2 separate regions of the Mus musculus genome follow, and region 2 is linked to region 1. The links are chromatin contacts, called in public Hi-C maps. All regions are on one chromosome and are shown on one strand. Each heading gives the region's core, a stretch centred on a gene start, on an enhancer-like site or on the middle of the called end of the contact. The rest is flanking DNA. Distances are from core to core; before and after follow the strand shown. Region 1 has its middle 32 kb from the start of Mfsd11. Region 2 overlaps Septin9 (septin 9).

What was found. A called contact is a pair of places that touch in the nucleus more often than the background predicts.
Region 2: a contact with region 1 is called in a Hi-C map of pre-pro-B cells, with 2.8 times the contacts expected there. The contact joins two enhancer-like sites. A contact is called at or near these places in 2 of 484 Hi-C or Micro-C datasets (bone marrow-derived macrophages and pre-pro-B cells) and 1 of 115 datasets of contacts at active chromatin or transcription factors (pancreatic cancer cells).

The regions. Positions count from the first base shown.
Region 1 is chr11:116,884,797-116,887,313 of GRCm38.p6, forward strand. No RefSeq gene overlaps it. Among named protein-coding and RNA genes, the nearest start is that of Mfsd11, 32 kb to the left of the region's middle. Within about 2 kb of position 1,260, at least 85 of the 459 cell types and tissues checked have an H3K27ac peak or open chromatin away from gene starts, as enhancers often do. A contact at or near this core is called in pancreatic cancer cells and pre-pro-B cells, where this site is marked.
Region 2 is chr11:117,291,355-117,293,871 of GRCm38.p6, forward strand. All of the region lies in intron 2 of Septin9 (septin 9), which reads left to right. Among named protein-coding and RNA genes, the nearest start is that of Septin9, 26 kb to the left of the region's middle. Within about 2 kb of position 1,262, at least 48 of the 459 cell types and tissues checked have an H3K27ac peak or open chromatin away from gene starts, as enhancers often do. A contact at or near this core is called in pancreatic cancer cells and pre-pro-B cells, where this site is marked.

The DNA of each region.
Region 1 (2,517 bases), core at 10-2,509:
CGATTCCGAGTGACCGTGTGGTGTTGGGGCTCAAACCCTGGTTCTCTGGAAGAGCAGTCCTCTCATCTGCTGAGCCATCTCTCCAGCCCATAAACAAAAACGTAAAAGAAAGAAAAGACCTGTTCCGGTCAGACCAGAATTATGATGGCTAGGATGCCCCGTCTTGTATCTTGAAATGCAGTGGACATGCCTGCTCTATAAGGTCTCCATACACTTTAAGACCCTTTTTTTTTCTTCTGCAAGTCGATGGGTCTAGATACCCAAGATAGTCTCGAACCTGGGCTGTAGAGTGCTTGCCTAGTATGCTCAGACCCCCGGTTTCCATTCCCCAGTGCTATTAAAACAAAAACAAAAAACAAAAAATTGGGCTTTGTGGCACATGATTGTAGTCCTGCACTCAGGAGTCAGAGGCAGGACGATCAGGAGTCGAAGGTCAGCCTTGGCTATGTTTTTGAGGCCAGCCTGGGCTATAGACTCCAAATCAAATCAAATTTATTCCAGATGATTCGGGGGAAAGACTCAGCCACAGCTGTCCAGCTCTTGAATCCTCTCATAGAGTGCAGAAATCAGTTCTTGGTACGGAGGCTGGGTGCATATCCTACGATGCCCAGCAGAGGGCAACCGACTCTTGCGATCTGTTTTTACAGCTTTGGATCTAGGCCGAGACTGAACTCGTGATCTGGGATGCAAGAGGTGTGGAGCCGGCATAGTAAATAGCTCGGTTTAAGGGACGTCTCTGCTGTGTTTCAGTCTCCCACGCTTAGGTCTCCGAGGTGTCACTGTCCTATGTGTTCTGTTGTCCCGACGTGAATCTCTAAGTTTATAGGTAGACTTTCCGAAAGAAGAGCCAGTGAAATGGTTCAGCGGAGACTGTCCTGACACCTTCCCTTTGTGTGTGTGTGTTGTGAGGAAGGGCAGGGGGTGCGGGGCAGGGCGCGGGGGTGCTGGGGGATCCCTGGCATCCTCTGGCTCTGCGCAGACCCAGTTGAAAAGAAACTTAGGTTCCTTCACCCTGAACTCCCTCTGCGTGTACAGGGATCCTACTGCTCTCCGCCTCTCCGGGGGTGGGGGTTGGGGGGACGGAGGGGGCGAGGTGAGGAGGGAGGGAAGGGGAGGGGAGGGAGGTGACTGATCCTCTGAAAGGGAATCCGGAAGCCCTTGGCTGGCTTCAGCAGGTTGCTAAGGAACAGGAGGCCTCAGGGGTGCTCTGCAGGTGAGTTGGATCCCTTGCCAGCTGTCTGCTTCGCAGTTTCTGTTCCCCCTTGAGCACCGGGGTGGGGGTGGGGGGAAAAGGGGGGTGCAGCTGGTTACCCAGATCTACCACCTACTTCTGTAACAAACTCAGCACCTGTCTCAGGCTGACAAGGGCCCAGATGGGACAATGGGTTTACTGCAGCTCCGGTCTTCCCAAGTCTAAGGGTTTTTTTTCTCATGAGTGGCTGTCTCTCCCATCTCTGTGTGGGCTGGGCTTTAGTTTTATGTAGGTAGTGGTTAAACCAGGGCCTTATGCATGCTAAACAAACACTCTGTCGCTAAGCCACACCCACAGTCTAAAGGCAGGTGGATGTTGTTGTTGTTGTTTTTGGGCATGTTGGCACACAACTTCACTTCCAGTACTTGGGAGATAGGATGACAGATCTGTGAGTTCAAGGTTGGCCTGGTCTGCATAGCCAATGTTAAGCCATCCAGGAATGCATAGTGAGACCCTTCCTCAAAACAGAAGTTATTCTTTGAGAGTTTCATTGGTGTGTATAGTGTTATTTTGGTCACCCTCTCATCTGTCTCCCACTCCCTGAACCACATCTTCCAAAGAAAAATCCCCTTGGCTTCGTGGGGGGGGGGGGAGGGGAGGGGAGAGGGAGGCAGAGAGAAAGAGAGAGACAGAGACAGAGAGACAGAGAGACACTCAGGAGCCAGGGTTTCAGCCCTCGTCCAGAAGCAAAGTAGACACTCGCTCAGAACTGCAAACACAATGATACTCTCCTTGTCACTGTGGTTGAAATGGGGACAGATAAACTCTGGTTCAAGTTACCACCTGTCGCTCCTCAGGTGTCATTGTGGATGAGAGTTCTTAACTGTCACTTTCATCAAGCTAGAACCTGGGAGAAATGGCTGGGTGACCGAGTCCTTGTGTCCCACACTGCAGGGAGCTCAGACCACCACGGGGCACCAAAGAGATGGGCACAGAGGAAACTGTGCCCAGTGAGTGGACACTGAGAGGGTCCCATTGCCCAGTGCCCACCCAGTTGGAAGTACTGTCTATTCTGGGCCCCAGGAGAGTAATGGGGAGAGCTAGGGTCAAGGCAGGAACAGTGGGAGGGGAGGGGGTGTCATCTGGTCCAAACCTCTGCATCTGCACGCCCCCTGCCCCTCATCCCCCATCCTTAGATCTGCAGAGTCCAACCAAAGAACAGGATGGAGTTTTCTGGTTCATCTCCTGCTTCTGCAGGTGCAAGCTCTTGCTGGGGATATAGATGGAGCTCTGAGGTGGGGAAAGAGGGTGGGGCCTTGCTTCTC
Region 2 (2,517 bases), core at 12-2,511, 410 kb after region 1:
TAGTGCTTGGAATAAGCCATGTTCTGGTGATCACTAGGTCTCTAGGGGGCCTTCTGGGAACCACAGCCTGAGTGCCAGGTGGAAGCCCAGAGTTGAGGATGCCGCAGGAGGACCGTGAGTCCTTCTGAGGAGGTTTGCACGGGAGTTCCCCCGTCCTGCTGTCTCTCTAGTCTGGCCTTCCTCCCTAGATGACTAACTTCTCATTGCTGAAGCAAAACCGCCCGAGGACCTGCTTAAAGGAAGGGAAGGGTTTGTGTCGGCTCTCGGCTTCAGGGGACAGAGTCATCATGGTGTAGAAAGCCGGATGGCAGCGGCGTGCCCGAAATCCGGAAGCAGAGGGTGACGATCTGCTCCCACTCCTTTAATTACTATCATTAATTGTAGCGAAATGCACGCAAGATGCATTGGTGGCTGCGGCGGCGGCGGTGCCGTTAATGGATGCAGCTCAGCGCTGCTAAGCACATCCAAGTGGTGCCACAAGTACCACCTCCAGCAATTTCCAGATCTCCCTACACCCCACACAGAAGCTCTGTTCCCCATAAAGCAACTCCCTATGCCTCCTTCCTCGGGTCTGACAGCCCCGTGCTTCTTCCTGGTGAGGCTGCGATACTCCGTTCTCTCTGGCTTGCTTCTCAAGGCCTTCACAGCGGCCTCAGTATCCATCCATACTGGACCCTGTGTCAGAACCCGGTTCCTTGAACAAACTGAATGTGTTATAGGCGCAGTGGAACACTTTCTCCCTTGTAGTGGGCTTGCGCTTGTCAGGCAAGTGCTGCACCACTGAGCTGTCCCTGGTTCAGGGGAGAATCAGTTCGTCCACTGATGTACATCTGACTGGCTTCTAGCATTTGGTTCTGGTAAACAATGCTTGCGTCATGGGGATGCACGTAGCTTTTTAAGCCCCCAACCACACCCCGTTCCTTGATTCTCTAATGGTTGGTGGACTTGGGACAAGGCTGGGGCTCAGCCCTTTGAGAATGTCAGGTGTCAGACCTCAGTAAGTACTTGGGGATTCGTGAACCCTTGACGGGTCCTTCTGGGCCTGCGTCTGTGCTTCTCTCCCTGAGTCCTAAACTTGACCCGGTTGAGGTTGCCCAGACGGAGCATCCAGACCTCAGGTGGAAGGAACAAAGGCCCTGCGCACTGTTGAGCAGAGGGCCCAGTGCCCTGTGTTCCCGCCACAGAGCCTGATTGATCTGGGACCTCCAAAGGCACCAGCTCCACCTCCCTCCTGAGAGATGTTCACACTGCTGAGTCAGGCAGGATGTGGTTGGAGAGATAGGTGGCTGCACCCGCCGCCCGCCCAGCTGTTGATTGCAGCTGGTGCTGGATACAAAGAAGGTGGTCCTGGTTCTGGGGCCGGGTGGGAACGTCTGCTGAAGGATGCTGCATGTCTTCCAGTGAGGGTGCAGCTCAGACGCCGCACACGTGGTTGGGCCATGGGGACCAGTTCATAGCCTCTGTCCTTGCTAGCTTGTGGGAGGACAGTGGGTGAGAGTGAAAAAGCTCTGTGGAAACCTGTTAGGGAGGGCAGGAATTCAGTAGGCCAGGGTAAAGAAAGGTCCTCTGTGTGTGTGTGTGTGTATGTGTGTGTATATGTGTATGTATACATGTGCATATGTGTTTGTGTCTTGTGTGTATATGTGTGTGTTGTGTGTATGTGTGTGTGTGCATGTGTGTATGTATGTGTATGTATACATGTGTATGTATATGTATACATGTGCATATGTGTTTGTGTCTTGTGTGTATATGTGTGTGTTGTGTGTTTGTGTGTATGTATGTGTATGCATGTGTGTCTGTGTGTGTATGTATGTGTATGTATATATGTGTGTGTGTATGTATACATGTGCATATGTGTTTGTGTCTTGTGTGTATATGTGTGTGTTGTGTGTTTGTGTGTATCTGTGTATTTATGTATGTGGTGTGTGTGGTATGTGTGTCTGTGGTATGTGTATGTGTGTGGTACGTGTATGTGTGTGTAGTATGTGTGTGTGTGGTGTGTCTGTCTGTCTGTCTGGAGGTCAGAGGTCAACTTTGGTGTCATTCCTCAGGAGGCATCCATCTTGCTTTCTTTTCTCTTTCTTTCTTTCTTTCTTTCTTTCTTTCTTTCTTTCTTTCTTTCTTTCTTTCTTTCTTTCTTTCTTTCTTTCTTCCTTTCTCTCTTTCTCTCTTTCTCTCTTTCTCTCTTTCTCTCTTTCTTTCTTTCTTTCTTTTTTAAGATTTATTTATACCATTGCTCTCTTCGGACACACCAGAAGAGGGCATCCGATCCCATTACAGATGGTTGTGAGCTACCACATGGTTGCTGGGAATTGAACTCAGGACCTCTGGAAGAGCAGTCAGTGCTCTTAACCGCTGAGCCATCTCTCCAGCCCTTGCTTTCTTTTTCTTTGGAGGTTTTTTTTTATTTATGTGTGTGTGTTTTGCCTGCATACATATACATGTGCACCATGTGCATGCCTGGTGCGGTAGACCCCTGGAGCTGCAGTTACAGACAATTGTAAGCTGCCATGTGGC